Regions from separate parts of the Gossypium hirsutum genome. Here region 2 is linked to region 1. The links are chromatin contacts, called in public Hi-C maps. All regions are on one chromosome and are shown on one strand. Each heading gives the region's core, a stretch centred on a gene start, on an enhancer-like site or on the middle of the called end of the contact. The rest is flanking DNA. Distances are from core to core; before and after follow the strand shown.

Region 1 (3,391 bases), core at 589-3,088:
ACTTTGAAATTCATTTATAGTTTTCAAATATAATTTTATTTAAAAAATTAATTTTATTAGGACATGTAAGCATGACTTCCATGTTAAATCTTGCTTAGCAAACTATTTTCAATTATATTGTTTTCTTTAAGTATATACCTAATCCACTATTATCCTTTAGATTTCAAAATTTGCTGGACCTTCCTAAGCACTGTAATATCTAAATCATCTAACCCATTACTAATCAAGGCTTTGACCACATTTGGGTTATTAGATTTATTGTGGCCCGTTTATAACATTTACTTAGCAAAACGAATATCCCATCTAAAATACCCTAGAGTTCAACTTCAAAATGTGTATATCAACCTAAATATTAATTAAACTCTAAGATCCAATTTTTTCCATAATCACGTACCATACCGTCGGTAAACCCATTCCCTGTAATTCTAGCCACTTATGCTTTTACATTATTAATCAAATGGTTTATTCAATAGCTGGAGTTTAATATAATGTATTGGCCAAAGAAAGTGGAGCCCAAAATTTATTATATAATCCTTTGTCGACTTTACCATGTATACCAAAAGAAGACCAGATAAGGTTTTTTTTTAATTATTTTTAATTAATCAATAACAATAAATTTTTTTTAACTATTTTTTTCACGTACTTGACAAAATTGGGACAATTTTCAACAAAGAAATCAAGTGAAAAAATTGCGGTAAATCAAATTATTGTATGTTATTTTTGGATTATTTACTAAATTATGTAAATATAAATATAATATAGCTCTTGAAATATCAGTTTTATATCAATGAAATTTTCCATCGAATAACTGTCAATTTAGATGTTAAATATCATTTCAGATATGATACCGATCATATTTAAAACATGTGGATTAAATTATAAATATATTTGTACCTACTGTATGTACAACTTGAATATAACATATTAAAAAAAATAACTCTCTAAAATTTATCGACACTTCTATCCATATAATAATAACACATTTTACAAATTGGCTCATTGTTTTAAATATGACCCTGACAAATTCAAGTGACATTTATCACCTAAACTAATGGTTAAGCATATGAAACACTCTTAAACTTTAAATTGTCTATGCAATTAATACCATATGAATTTTCAATTTGTTCGGTATTTTTTAATTACTATTTACTTTCATATTCACAACAACATTTAACACAGGGCTTAACTACAATTGTTGAAAATCTCGACGAAAGTTTAGAAATTTTGGATGGAATTAACCCTAAAATTTTATTTGTTTGGGACAGAAAGAGATCTCTTTTCAACGCTTGGGCCTCTCTACCATAAAGATGCCTCGAAACTAGACTTATAGACTAAACAAAAATCTACACTATTATTCTCATTTAATGTTTTCTTCACGGTTGAGAGACACAACACCATTATTTTTTGTTTTATATGTTGTTCTCGACATTGTCACCATCTTTATCTCATTCTCGTCACAAAAAAGAAACGGGTCGGGCCGGGTATCCTACTTACAACATGCATGTGGATTTGTGATGTGTGTGAGTCGGACCTCTTTTTTACCCTAAGTCATTTGGTTATCCATTGCATAAGCCTCATAAGCATTACATAACATAATCGTTGACTTAGTCTATGTCACTTGTCTTATTAATCGTGACAATACAAAACAAATTATAATGGCACATTGTTCAATGATTTCGTGTTCAAGGCAGCAACAAACAGACCCTAGAAAACTAAGGTAAAGATTTTCAATATCCCACTTGTCTTTACGGCAACGAATATGAAGGGAACAACATTAGCATCCCATTCTCCACTTCAGTAATTTTTTGTCAAACGTCAACTGCTGGTTCATTGATCGAAAGGTGGAGAGAACTTTGACACTGTGTTAGCCGACCACGTGCCCCCATCTTTGACACTGTGTTAGCCAACCACGTGCCCCCATAAGACTTGGAAGTTTAACAAGACATAAACTAAGGTTATTTCAAAGTATTAAACTGAGAGTGACACTTTGATAATGTCTGTCCCTTTTGTCGCCTGTGTATTATTTGCAACTTGTGTTTTTAGGTCAACAATCGAATCTCTTTTCCATTTCCGTTTCCTTTTGTTATGTTCCATTTTTCTTTGGAATTTACAGGCAAAGAGTAAAGAGAAGCATAGAATCTTTATTTCCTACTAAAGGACACGACAATTACTGCACTGTTTTAATAATCAGTATTGTTTCTCTGGTATTCTTTCTATTTGTTTCGCCTGAAAATGGTGGAAAATCCTGTAAGGCTCGTTTACACAATTAGGTTATTATAATTTGCCAGTTAATTTCTTAGGAACATTTCCGGGTTTGGACGACCGATGAAGATGGATTTGGATGAGCGATGCGTTTATTTGCAGTTAGTGTAAAAACAGTAGTGATGGTGAGATTAGATACTATAACGATACTGTAGTATAAGACAAAAAGTAAGTTAAACACACCACACTGTACATCACCGCCCATCTAAACCCACCCTAATATTCAATATAATATTAATATAATTTAAGGATAAACTAATCTTTTAATTTTCCTTAATATAAATAATCATGTTTTTTTTGTAATTTTTCTTTATTATATATTTAATTCAATAAATTAAGATATTTTAAATATCATTTTAATTTTTAATTTTCAGTTTTTTCAAAAAAAAAGTGATATTTAGATGTTGAAGCTGTGTATAATCTACATCTATATGTTTAATATACAAAAGAAGCATAGGTCTGCTACAAAAATCAATTTGCAAAAGAAAAACGGATCTGCTTATATCCTACTCAATCAGACCCTAATCTAAGTGCCCCGATGCCCTAAAATAGAAAATTTCTATTTAGGTCTTTTATATTTTTTTTAAAATTTAAATTAATAAAGGTAAAATTGTACTTTGAACCTCTAAAAATTATAAAAATTTAATTTAATCCTTTAAAAATTATAAATATATAAACTATTAAAAACTAAAATTTCATGTGGCCCCCCAAAATGTTTTTTGGTTTCACCCCTTTATACAATGCAATTACTCTATAATACCCTAGTCAATAAAAACTGCCTTCTATTCTTCTCCCAGCTCCAAATCAAGTAAATATAAGCACACCAAGCAATCACTACTTCACACTAAACTTTCTTAGGAAAATTACACTAAAAAAAAAAGAGAGATGATTCCTATTTTCATAACCCCTACAACAAAGAATGCATTGGTGATCAAACATTTAAGATCAATTTTATTAATTAGGTCATTTGGTGATCAAATATTTTCAAAGCATTTCAAAGGCTAGCAAAACACTTAAAAAAATTGTTTCAAAAATGTTCTAACTTATCTAAATATTTTTGAATTAATGCTAAAATGTTTTTAAATATTTAAAAAAGATTTTATGCAAGTCTAATATCAATATTGATACT
Region 2 (3,391 bases), core at 386-2,885, 140 kb after region 1:
TATAATAAAAAATTAGCAGCTGATACAAGCATTTTGATTAATTCATCAGCTTTTAAGGGGATTTTGCAGCATTTCTGGATGATGATGACAATGGTGAGATTATTAGTAAATAGAAACTAATAAAAAAGGGCATAAAAAGTTTTGGATGTTAACCACTCCACTACTAGTACATGCAAAGCAAAGCGAAAGGTTGGTAATGGACCTACACGCCTTATTTATTAACTGTCAATTTAATTAGTAGGTGTGTTTCATTTTTGCCTGCCCCATAATCATGAGATGACTCATATTTTAATAATATTCCATAAACAATAATTGAAAGAGCTAATTCAATGAACAAAGTTGATACATTTATGATGTTTGTATGAAAAAAATAATAACAATGTGATCAAAATGTGAAGGTGTTATGTGGATTAACAAACAAAAAGTAGGGTAGTTTTGATGATTCAAGTTTGAGTATCAAGAACAAATATTATTTGTTGGTTTTTTATCCTATTTTTTAGGGTTTAAGATTCATTATATATAGGTCATGTTTAGATTTATTTTGGTCTCTAATTAAGTATGAATATATTTAAAAAAATAAATATTAAAAAAAAAGATATATGACAATTTTTGAAGACTACCTGTAGAATAGAAAAATACATTGTCAATGTATCATGTATCAAATATTAACTTGCAAGTTTGACAATTATTTTGGGTCACTCTAACTTTAGGTTGGATGGTTAATTATATTCTATTTGCATTATGATGATAATGATAACTATGTTGTTAAAATACTATATTGATAATAACAAATAGGGATTGCTAAATATACATTGTGTGTACATATTTAAGTGCAGGTGTGTGGCACTTGGTAGAATTAGGATCTACATTTTGACTAATCTGTTGTGTTGCATTTAAGTTATTAGGAGGATTGAAGAGATAGGCTACCATCTAACTCCTTATTCACTATTTATACTATTGATATAAAGATAAAGAATCGTCGAATAAGATGATTAGAGTGGTGATGAGAAGGAGAATAGAGAGAGCCTTAGGATTGAATGGGAGAAAAGTGAGGATTGTAGGTTTGCTTGGGTTGCTTCTTATGCTGCAGGCCTTATATATTTGTCGTCCTCTATCTTAAGGTATTATGTGTCAAGTTGTTTTTGACGGGTTTGTGGTAAGTGGTCATGTTTGATTCTCAGAAACAAATCAATATAATAACAGAGAAAAAAATATGAGAATAAAAAAGAACGGACAAAGAAAACCAAAAGAAAGGTTAAAAAACCTATTGAACATGTGATCAATTGAAAAAGAACATGATGCTATAGGCTTAAGTAGAGTGACATTATGATATGCTTGAATCATTTTAAATAAGGCACGATAATTGAGATTTGATATGGCAGTTAATGCTTAGATTTACTCATTAAACAAGTTACAAAGGATACCTACGAAAAGTCTATATGTATTGTCCAAAGATTTTTGTTATATAACACAGACATGATGAAGATGATGTTTATGGGCCTCCCATGACCAAAACAAAAATGTACCATCAACTTTTAAAACCATGCCAATAGGATTAAAGGCTATGAGGATGCCCCATTTGATAATAACAACCTGTAAGACAAGCAAAAGAGCCCAAATTAATTATTTGGGCCGACAGGTATAATGGGTCAATAAACATGGAGATCTAGAAAAACCCACGTGTAGCTCAACTGTGAAATGTCGGATGAGGGGTCTGCTTTTGTCGTTGACACAAAGAAACTTCATATGGTATCTGGTAGTTTCACTGTTTGCCCAAAGCTTTTACTGATATGTAGGGCAAACAATAGTTAGGCCATTGACAAAAGGGCCTACTCAAAACTTTTTTTTCACTTTTTTTCATCATCTTAGCAAATATGATTGAAAGGATGTCATTTTCTACTTTTCTTTTTTCCCTCCACCAGGCAAAATAATGATAATGATTTGAGTTAATTTTACGGTAGATTATTGTTGGAATTTCAAAATGTTTCAATTTAAGTTTATAAAGTATCAATATCGATCAAGTTTGGCCATTACATGACAGCTGGTGCGGTGGTAGGGGCTCCACTCCCAAATATGGGAAATTCAAGTTTCCTCAATTGTACTTTGAACTTTCAATTGATAAAATGTTTATTTAATTTTTTAAAAATTATAAAAATATAAATTATTGAAATTGTAAAATTACATTTTAGTTCTCATAAAATTATACAATTCAATTCTGGTCCCCTAGGAAAAAAAAATTTAGCTTCGCCCCCACATGATAGCTAGACAAAAATATCAAAATTAAAATATTAGATTAAACAAAAAAACTAAGTCCATTTAAAATATGGGTCAAACTCAGTTTTAATATTTTAAATATTTTTACTTTAGATTTGAGTTACCATTAAAAAAATGTAAATCAAATTGTAAAGGTGTATATATTTTCTACTTAAATAACTTAAATCTAACAATGTTACACTAAATATAACACCCCTTACCTGGTCCAGTCACCAAATCCGAGTAATAGAGTGCTATAGACAATTATGAAATATTTACATGCAATTCAAAACTCAAAATTTTAGTTCAATATCAATTTGTCAAATATGATCAAGAAATATAACATGCGATACAACCAAATTTAGGTTTAAGTCGAGCTTACGAAAGCTTTAGATTAACCCGGTATTAATAAGGGATCAATTTGAAGCAAATACAAAAAGATAAGAAAATTTTGTAAACAGGAGTCACACGGCCGTGTTCTCTGACCATGTGAAAGGTTGAGACTGTGTGAAACTAGGATCACACGACTGTGCGAACAAACCGTGTAATTCACTGTGACTATGTGGGTCAAAAGTACAATTAATCAAAATTTATCACACGATCGTATTATCAAACTGTGTAACATTAATCTTTCTAAATTCTATTGACAATACTTTCTTTTTTTTATCTTGTTATATTCAAATTATCCAATGAAATTAACTCATACTACTATAGGAAAAAAAGGTGAAGAGATTATATGCTAAGCATAAATATTGACAGAATCTAGCAATCAAATGTGCCCCATGTTAGGATGTTACCTAAAAGATTGAAATGGCTTTTTCTCTTTATTTTTGAAAAGATGAGCTCAAATGTGCTTCACACTTCACAAAAGTCATTGTATCCAATGACCTATAATGATTCATCTTTATCTAAATACAACCATTTATGGGAAGAAATCAAAGGTCATGCAATGAACCCATGGAGACAATTTGTGGTGGCATTCCAATATCTCTTTTGGGGATAATAATATTATAATAGATTTCCCTCTTTTTTCTTCTAATGTGTTGTATTTGCCCATTGCCCATTACCCTTTTCCCCTACGTCATCCTTTGAAATGTACTTATAAAAGTGGGCTCTGATACAACTTATCATCAAGTTG

The links. Hi-C and Micro-C count contacts between places; a contact is called where the count stands out from the background.
Region 2: a contact with region 1 is called in a Hi-C map of leaf, with 2.4 times the contacts expected there. The contact joins two enhancer-like sites. A contact is called at or near these places in 4 of 34 Hi-C or Micro-C datasets (leaf and seedling).

What each region holds. Positions count from the first base shown.
Region 1 is chrA12:84,296,778-84,300,168 of Gossypium_hirsutum_v2.1, forward strand. No RefSeq gene overlaps it. Among protein-coding and RNA genes, the nearest start is that of LOC107952550, 22 kb to the left of the region's middle. Within about 2 kb of position 1,839, at least 2 of the 9 cell types and tissues checked have an H3K27ac peak or open chromatin away from gene starts, as enhancers often do. A contact at or near this core is called in leaf, where this site is marked.
Region 2 is chrA12:84,432,411-84,435,801 of Gossypium_hirsutum_v2.1, forward strand. No RefSeq gene overlaps it. Among protein-coding and RNA genes, the nearest start is that of LOC107951305, 4.6 kb to the right of the region's middle. Within about 2 kb of position 1,636, at least 3 of the 9 cell types and tissues checked have an H3K27ac peak or open chromatin away from gene starts, as enhancers often do. A contact at or near this core is called in leaf, where this site is marked.